Linked DNA regions of Ovis aries: region 2 is linked to region 1. Evidence: chromatin contacts called from public Hi-C data. All regions are on one chromosome and are shown on one strand. Each heading gives the region's core, a stretch centred on a gene start, on an enhancer-like site or on the middle of the called end of the contact. The rest is flanking DNA. Distances are from core to core; before and after follow the strand shown.

Region 1 (4,610 bases), core at 1,491-3,990:
AGATCATAGGGGTTAAGTAGCTTGTCCAGGATAACACAAATACTATTTAAGTGGCAGAGACTTGATTTTAATCCAAGCTGACTGAGTCCAGAGCTTACCTCTAAGCCTGTGGGCAATGCTGCCTTTTCACTCACTCCTGTTGCTGGATTAATATTTCGGTACTGTAATTATACTAAAGATAAAGTTACTAGAGATAAAGTAAGAGTTGAAAAGAAAGACTTAACATCAGTTATTTGAACAACATTAGCAGGTTTTTTGAAAAATATAAAATTTTTAGGTGTCATACACTGAACCAAACCTAAGATTGAATCACTGACATATGCAATCAGTTGTATCAGATGATTCACAGATAACTATTCATCAGAAAGATTGGTAGGAGAGAACAGAAGCGAAGGAATGTATCTCTAAAATACTCAGTTCTAAACAATAAATAGTAGGAGATATGAGCATTTGCTTCCTTTAATCAAGTCCATTCATTCATTTAACATATTCTGTACTTCCCTGATAGTCCAGTGATTAAGGCCACGCTCCCACTGCAGGGAGTTTGATCCCCAAGGGAGGAAGATCCCCCATGTCACATGGCGAGGTTAAAAACAAAAACAAAAAGCATATTCTAGTTGAACACTCCCTAGAAGTCAAGCTCTGTTTTTGACACAGTTCAGTTCAGTTCAGATGCTCAGTCATGTCTGACTCTTTGTGACCCCATGAATCACAGCACGCCAGGCCTCCCTGTCCATCACCAACTCCCAGAGTTCACTCAGACTCACATCCATTGAGTCGGTGATGCCATCCAGCCATCTCATCCTCTGTCGTCCCCTTTTCCTCCTGCCCCCAATCCCTCCCAGCATCAGAGTCTTTCCCAATGAGTCAACTCTTCGCATGAAGTGGCCAAAGTACCAGAGTTTTTGACACAGAGACACACTAAATACCTACCTCAATGGAGCTTGCATTCTAGAGGAAGGGTGTGGAATGCTTAATTGCAATTTGAATTTTACTCAGTCACAAGTTACTAACATGTGCATGCTTGTTTTTTAGAATGACACTTAGTATTATTCTAAAACAGTCTGTATCTTATAGGTTCATTCATATTGTTTTTATTTTTTGCTTGTTTTCCCCATTCACTTTAGAGAATCCATGCTCATTAAAGCATTTATGTCGGTTAAAAATTCGAAGACTGATGGGGCTACAGCGGCTCTGCCAGCCAACCTCGATGGAGAAGCTCTCTCTACCACCAACTATTCAAAGATACATATTATTTAAAGAGTATGACCTCTATGGACAAGAGCTAAAACTGCCATAATTTAAAATAATATTTTTAAATGTGACTTTAAAAATATGTTTAAATGAGATTCCCTCGGAGAATTTCTTGGAATCGTTTTACATCCTGACATATATTTAAATCCACTGACAATTTTATAACTGGATCCTGGGTTCTTTGGGGAACACCATATTTCACATCTTTAAAGAACTTTACATTGTGATTTTTTTTTAAGAGAGTTAATATTTTGCATGTGATTTTCTATTGATTATCTTTGCTCGCAACAAGTCTTCAAACTCTCCTTATCAGGTGGCTCCTACAGTATCCATGAGCAAGTCTCTCCTTTGCTCGTAAAACAATCAATCACTTTCTCAAACCCCAGTTGCTGGCCCATTCTGTCCTTTCTCTTATTGCCACACTGTATAAAAGAGCTCCTCCCTGTCTCTGCAGATGCCCTCATTGTTATCTGGCTTCTACTCCCTCCACTGCCCTTCCCCTGGTCCTTATCAACTTGCTTGTTGCTACTTTCCGTGAGCATCCTCCAGTCTTTGCAACTGATTGCTGCCGCATCTGACACTATTACCTACTCTACTCCAGGAAATGGTCTTCCCTTGGTTTTCCAGGTATCTTGTTCTCTTGGCTCTCTTCCAGCCGGTCTAACCACTCTGTTTCTGGCTTCTTTCTTGTGCACCTCCTACCAACTCTTTAGTAACATATCTTAAGTTCTCTTTTTTTACGCTCCGTTCAACAGGACATTTCATCCATACCCATGGTTTTATTTACAACCTACATGTTTTTTGACTGTAAATTTATATCTGAAGTTCAACTTTTTCTCTCATGCACATGAGACCTGTGTAGACAATTGGCCTACAGGACCTTTGAACACAAAGGAACCTCAAATTCAACATATCCTAAAGCAAATGTGTTGTCTTCCTCCACAAAAAAGGGGGGGAGCTCCTTCTTTTACTATCTCTAGCTCAATTATTCAGTCGCTCAGTCATATCTGACTCTTTGTGACCCCATGGACTGCAGCATGCCAGGCTTCCCTGTCCTGCACCAACTCCCAGAGCTTGCTCAAACTCACGTCCATTGAGTCAGTGATGCCATCCAACCATCTCATCCTCTGTCATCCCCTTCTCCTCCTGCCTTCAATCTTTCCCAGCATCAGGGTGTTTTCAAGTGAGTCAGTTCTTTGTATCAGGTGGCCAAAGTATTGGAACTTCAGCTTGAGCATCAGTCCTTCCAATGTATATTCAGGACTGATTTCCTTTAGAATTGACTGGTTTGATCTCCTTGCAGTCCAAGGGACTCTCATTAACCCAATTATTGATTCAGTTTCCCAAGTCAAAACTTGCACATAAAATTTGACCATCCCATTTTCCTTATCCAAGTTTATTTCATGAAGTCATCTTCTACTCAGTCTCACTGATTCAGCCTGAATACCAGCTCTTATCTCCTTTCTTCCTGGGATATTGCAGTGTTGCCAAACTGATCCTCCTCTCTGCTATCTTGCCTCATCTAACCCATGTTCTACACAGAACATCCCAGAGTGATCTTTTACAAATGTAAGCAAGTTTCACTCCCCTGCTTAAAATCATTCCCACTGCTCTTGGGATAAAGTCCAAAGTTCTCCATCTGCTCCAAATCCCTGCCTTCCTCTTAGCCTTATCTCTTGGTGTCTCCCGTATGCCAGCTCTTTAAACATGTTAAATACCTCTGATAAGTTAATGCTTTGAACAGTGATTTTATACATCACTGTGGTGGTGGTTTAGTCACAAAGTCATGTCCGACTCTGGCAATCCCATGGACTGTAGCCCACCAGGCTCCTCTGTCCATGAGGTTTTTCAGGCAAGAATACTGGAGTAGGTTACCGTTTCCTTCTCCAGGGGATCTTCCCAACCCAGGGATAGAATCTGGGTCTCCTACACTGCAGGCAGATTCTTCACCAACTAGTCTACCTATACATCACTAGTTTCTGTTTTAAAAATAGGGTCATCTGTTTTATATATACATATATAAAATCTATTATCATGGATATTTCATAAAAGAAGGGCCATTTTAATGCCAGAAAATGGGGCTGCCTTAAACTCAATTATTAAAATTGAATTACTTTATCTTTGTAAAAACTTAACAGTTTGGTCTTCATTTCCACATTGATGAGTGAAAATTTCATTCTAGCCCAACAAGTCTCTGAGGTCTTTGATTTGGGAACCACTGTCACATTGATGAGTGAAAATTTCATTCTAGCCCAACAAGTCTCTGAGGTCTTTGATTTGGGAACCACTGTTTTAAAAGAGACTATTTTCTTGGCCCTCGGGGCCTTTGTATGTTCTTCTCCTTCTGCCTGGCATCCCCTTTCCATCTCCTTCTTCCTCCCTCCACCCCTTATCCTACAGGTCTCAGTTTAGGTGTTCCTGCCTCTAGGATGGGAGGCCCTAGAACAGCATTTCTCATGCTGTGTTACAGAAACCTATGTTCCCATCTGTCTGTCCACTAGACTGTAAGCTCTGTGAGGGCAGGGTCTATGTCCAATTTGTTTTACAGGGTTTTTTTGGGTCAAACACATTCCCTAGAGCATAGAGAGAATGCAAAAATTACTTGTTGAATACATTGAATGAGTGAATGTTATGTTGTATAAGATCCAGACAAAATTAATCAGTGACCTCATGGTAAAATGATAGTTCTGAATCTCTGAATTGGTTATATAGCTTTAATTATGTAATTACTTGGATTCATTCTTAGATTTTCTTATAGTCATTTTTATCTTGAGTTATTGTATTCTTTCAATAGTACTATCTCACTAGTTTATGAGCTATACAAATTGTATTTAGCTCTAGCTATAAGTATGAAAAAAATGTATAATTAGACATAACTTTTAACCACTTTTATTCCCTAAAGAATATATTTTCATATAGATTAAACTCTAATGTATTTAATTAGAACTATAATGTTTTGGGTATGGGATTCCTGTGATTCCTCTGTTGCTCTCCTACTTGTGGCTAAAATGCGTTGTTATCTATAATCTTACTCTAAGTAGATTTTTTTTTTAAGATTTAAGTGTACCATATGATACTTCAGATATTAAATGAACTAAAACTTGGATATTTACTGTATTTTTGTATAAATACATTCAAGATACCTCAGATATTAAATAAACTCGAGTACACAAAAGTTTGACATTTTCTTTAATGCGTTTTATGTAAATATATTCAAGAAACACTTGAATGAAAGGATATGAATTCACTGCACCTACTATGGGTTGAAAGTGGTTCTTTGGTACTTGTGAAGCAGGAGAAAAATACATTCTATGAAACTGAGACGATCACTATATTCAAAATGGATTCAACCTCTT
Region 2 (4,610 bases), core at 1,259-3,758, 75 kb after region 1:
AAGCAGTACGTCAAGCCTGTATATTGTCACCCTGCTTATTTAACTCATATGCAGAGTACGTCATGAGATATGCTAGGCTGGAAGAAGTACAGTTGGAATCAGGATTACTGGGAGAAATATCTAACCTCAGATATGTAGATGACACCACCCTATGGCAGAAAGGGAAGAACTAAAGGACCTCTTGATCAAAGTGTGAAAACGTTGGCTTAAAGCTCAACATTCAGAAAACTAAGATCATGGCATCCAGTCCCATCACTTCATGGGAAATAGATAGGGAAACAGTGGAAACAGTGGCTGACTTTATTTTTGGGGCTCCAAAATCACTGCAGATGGTGATTGCAGCCATGAAATTAAAAGATGCTTACTCCTTGGAAGGTAAGTTATGACCAACCTAGAGAGCATATTAAAAAGCAGAGATATTACTTTGCCAACAAAGGTCCGTCTAGTCAAGACTATGGTTTTTTCCAGTAGTCATGTATGGATGTGAGAGTTGGACTATAAAGAAAGTTGAGTGCCAGAGAATTGATGCTTTTGAACTGTGGTGTTGGAGAAGACTCTTGAGAGTCCCTAGGACTGCAAGGAGATCCAAGCAGTCCATCCTAAAGAAGATCAGTCCTGGGTGTTCATTGGAAGGACTGATGTTGAAGCTGAAATTCCAATACTTGGCCACCTGACGTGAAGAGCTGACTCATTTGTAAAGACCATGATGCTAGGAAAGATAGAGGAAAGGAGAAGAAGGGGATGACAGAGGATGAGATGGTTCCATGGCATCACCGACTCAAAGGACATGAGTTTGGGTAAACTCCGGGAGTTGTTTTTGGACAGGGAGGCCTGCCTTGCTGAGGTCCATGGGGTCGCTAAGAGTCGGACACAACTGAGGGACTGAACTGTACTGAAGTCAGTTTGAGGTATATCAGAGTTAGATACTCTCTTTATGCACGTCATCCTTCCTGAAATAGGTGTGTCCAAATAGCAGTAATAAAGGAATAACCGGATCCTCCATTATAAAACAACAGAAATTTGGGAATTCCCTGGTGTTTCAGTGGACTCTGCACTTCTACTGCATGAGGACTGGGTTCAATCCTGGTTGGGCAACTAAGATCCCACAAGCTGTGTGGTGCAGCCGGAAAAACAAAACAAAAATTTAACAGTTGTAATTAATTTTAGGAAAAAAGAATAGTAAAAATATTTTGATGTTACTTTAGTTTATATAAAAGTAACCTATTACCCTAAAAATGTCCTAAATGGTATAAAGTTGGTAAAGTTAACAGTTTAAATTATTCAAGCTAGTAAATTCTTTTCTGGGAAATAATAAAGTTAAGATGCTTGTAAGCCTGATTTACAAGTCACTAGAGAAAATAACTCAGCCATCCTGAAGAAAGTCAAGGATGAAAGGACAGGAATGAAACATAAGTGATATTCAGAAGGAATACCAAAGTTTCCCCTCCTCACTGTTCTCCAAAATCAGGTGTGGATATATTGTTATACATCTACCAAGCTGTGCCATTAGCTACTTAGTGTTATTTCACACAAACTTCATCAGTATTGGTTAAAAAACACTATTTAATTAAGTCTATATAGAAAAATTCAGATTTTAGAGACCTATTAAAAAAACTGGTATAAGCTGGGAAATTAGCTAGTTTTTTGAAATCTTTCATTTTAGACAAAAACTAAGGACAGTGTCATCATCAACAGAATGATACTCAGCTGTGTTCTTTCTATAATAAAAACCAAAACAAACAAAAAACAACAATTAAGGACAGAAAGAGGCAGGTGACTTGTCTAAAGTCACACAGTGACAAAGCAAAAGGTAAACTCTGCTATCTTGGTTTCTAGTCCACTACTCTTTCTATTAACTACTGTACCTTCTACACAACAGTTAAATGACAAGACTGATCAAGAGCGCTAACTTTACAATGAGCATATTTTATGTCTTTACCAGTTTATCAGTTCTTTTAGTTTGTGGTCCAACTGTTACAAGAAATGGTTATGAGTTTCAAAATTTAGAAAAAAGGGCTTTTTACACATTCAAGAGACTAAGTATTTGGCTATTTTAGTTGGCAGCATTTGAAGATGTTAGGAAATAAATTTAAAATAATGTTCTAAAACCTAATTAAATAGTTAAAAGTGACAGACTAAAAAATTAATAACTTGTATAAAGTACAGAATCATTTTTAAAATAAAGTTTATGAAAGATATGGTAATAGAAATAAATCATTTCTAGTAAACTTTACTTATTCCATTTCTGAAATTATACTCATCCTAAGAACATGTATTCTGTAAATACATAATGAAGGGGTGCTGTTTCCCTTCTTTTTCAAAAAGCAGTTATGACAAATTACCTTCTTCTGACGAACAACAACTATTAGAGAAAAGGTTTTTTAAATATTCTCACTCAACAGCATTTCTAGTTAAATTTAAAACTAAAAGAACTAAACTCTCCCACTTAATTACATAAAAGGCAGAGAGCTCTCACCAAGGTAAAATAGTTGAGAAACAGGTGGCCTAGTGACCTCTGATGTCAAGCAGTAATGAAGCTGAGAACAAATCATTGGCAAGCGTCTAAGTTAAAAGGTGAGGTTGATCAATAAAGAAAAAAAAGAAAAGTGTATGGATTAGGAGTTAATGAGGAAAACACTTGTCCTAAATGTACTTTACGGCAGGAATACATGTAACTTCTACATAAAGTGTCTTTTTTACAGTTACAATTTGAAAAGGTCGGCTAGACTGATCGAAATGAGGATTGGAACAAAGCCCCTGCATGGACTCTGCAAGGCGGTTAAAAGCATCCACCGCCACCTAGTGGCAGTGCAGCAAATGCAGAAAAGCAATAGGTCATCTTTCTGAGACCTCAGGGAAAAATATGAAAATTTCTATTAATAATTGTATGTGTATCTTATAAATAAATAAGTATGCAAATATTGGCAACACATACTGTATAATTTTTTAACAATACCATTTTTTAATTTTCTGTTTATTTAATGAAAAAAAGTTTGGGACCACTGTACCAAAAGGTTAAAACTTTGTATCTTAAGATTTACAACCAAGAACCATAATGGTTCTTTTAATTATGAGTACTTCTTACTAGGGATAATAAAATTGTAAGACATCACTGTCACATAAAGAATACCCAAATTCAAATCATTGTGGATTAGGTGCTTCTTCAAAAATATATTTCATATGTATTGATTAAATTACAAAATCAAAAAGTACTTACATCCTTAACTTTAATTATGTTATTTGTACAACATCTACACTTTATAATCTCAGATTACTTCCCCTAAAGATGCTAACACTAGGAAGCCTTCCACACTAGTACTTAATATATGCTCACAGAAGGCCAAATAGTTTAATAAATTAAAAGAGATTAAAATATTGAGCACACAACAAGTGGAAAAACTTCTAATGCTACATTAAAGGTTCACAGATGAAAGATTTCTGGCTCAGCTGCTCTGCTTCCCTTGTTTCTGTGACATACTAGCTGCACACCTCAAGGCATGTTATGTAGCCTCTCTAGGTCTCAGTTTCTCCTTCAAAACCATCCTGATGTATGTAGCACAGTGGTTACAGCACAGCGGTTAAGGAGCCAGGCTCTGGAGCTAGAACACTTGAGACTGAATCTTGCTCCACTTTCCTAGTTCTGTGACCCTGAGCAAGTCACCTATCTGTGCCAGTCTTCTCACCTACATCAGGGATAATAGCTGCTACTTCATGTGGTTTCTGGACAATGCCTGGCAAGTAGCAAATGACCATTAAAGGGTAGCTGTAAGTATGGTCACTGTCACTGTCTTCATCGTGGTAACTAGTATTAAGCACCATGCTAAACACTTTGATTACTTTATTTATCCCAAAGCAGTCCTGTAACCTAAGTATTAAAAATTTCTAATCAAAAGAGAAAGTCGAAGTATACAATGTTTGGCACATATTAAGTAGTCAAGTTTTTAGAAAAATTCTAATAAGGTAAATAATCCAAAATCTAATACAGCAATGTCTGGTTCATGTTATTCTATCACAAAAACAAATTTAAGGACAAAATCAGAAAATAATATGTTGGTTTAAAAGAAACAAAAACCAACAACCACCAACAGTTGTCATATATTAAGAACTCTGTATTATATTAAGTGTTTCCCTGAATAATCATCCTACATTCTGATGAGAGAATTGAGATGACTTTGAAAAAGCAGCAGCCAGATTTCCCACTATAACAAAGGCTACTGGAACAACGTATCTTTACTATCATAGGATCAGGGATCCCATTTCAATGCGATGAAAGCCATGGATCCTCTCCCCCCAGAGAAAAGAAAGTGAAAGTGAAGTGAAGTCACTCAGTCGTGTCCGACTCTGCGACCCCATGGACTGTATCCCACCAGGCTCCTCCGTCCATGGGGTTCTCCAGGCAAGAATACTGGAGTGGGTTGTCATTTCCTTCTCATATATACAATATTTAGCACAAAACTTTAGCTAGGGTTTATGGGATCCAGGATGAAACTCTGCACAAAAGATCTAGGACCTTGTCCTTTCTATCTTAGTATCCTGTTTTATTCTTTAGTATAACTACATATATTTTAAATAAATCAATCTACATTATTTCAGTTACTAATACTTCAATC

The links. A called contact is a pair of places that touch in the nucleus more often than the background predicts.
Region 2: a Hi-C map of liver shows a contact between it and region 1, with 2.5 times the contacts expected there. The contact joins two enhancer-like sites. A contact is called at or near these places in 5 of 16 Hi-C or Micro-C datasets (liver, mixed tissues, muscle and 1 more).

What each region holds. Positions count from the first base shown.
Region 1 is chr4:89,542,546-89,547,155 of ARS-UI_Ramb_v3.0, forward strand. ASB15 (ankyrin repeat and SOCS box containing 15) reads left to right here. Exons shown (of 11, transcript XM_004008024.6): 11 at 1,128-4,429. The coding sequence ends at 1,300. Among named protein-coding and RNA genes, the nearest start is that of LMOD2, 17 kb to the right of the region's middle. Within about 2 kb of position 2,741, at least 1 of the 54 cell types and tissues checked has an H3K27ac peak or open chromatin away from gene starts, as enhancers often do. A contact at or near this core is called in liver, where this site is marked.
Region 2 is chr4:89,617,638-89,622,247 of ARS-UI_Ramb_v3.0, forward strand. All of the region lies in intron 5 of WASL (WASP like actin nucleation promoting factor), which reads right to left. Among named protein-coding and RNA genes, the nearest start is that of WASL, 56 kb to the right of the region's middle. Within about 2 kb of position 2,509, at least 1 of the 54 cell types and tissues checked has an H3K27ac peak or open chromatin away from gene starts, as enhancers often do. A contact at or near this core is called in liver, where this site is marked.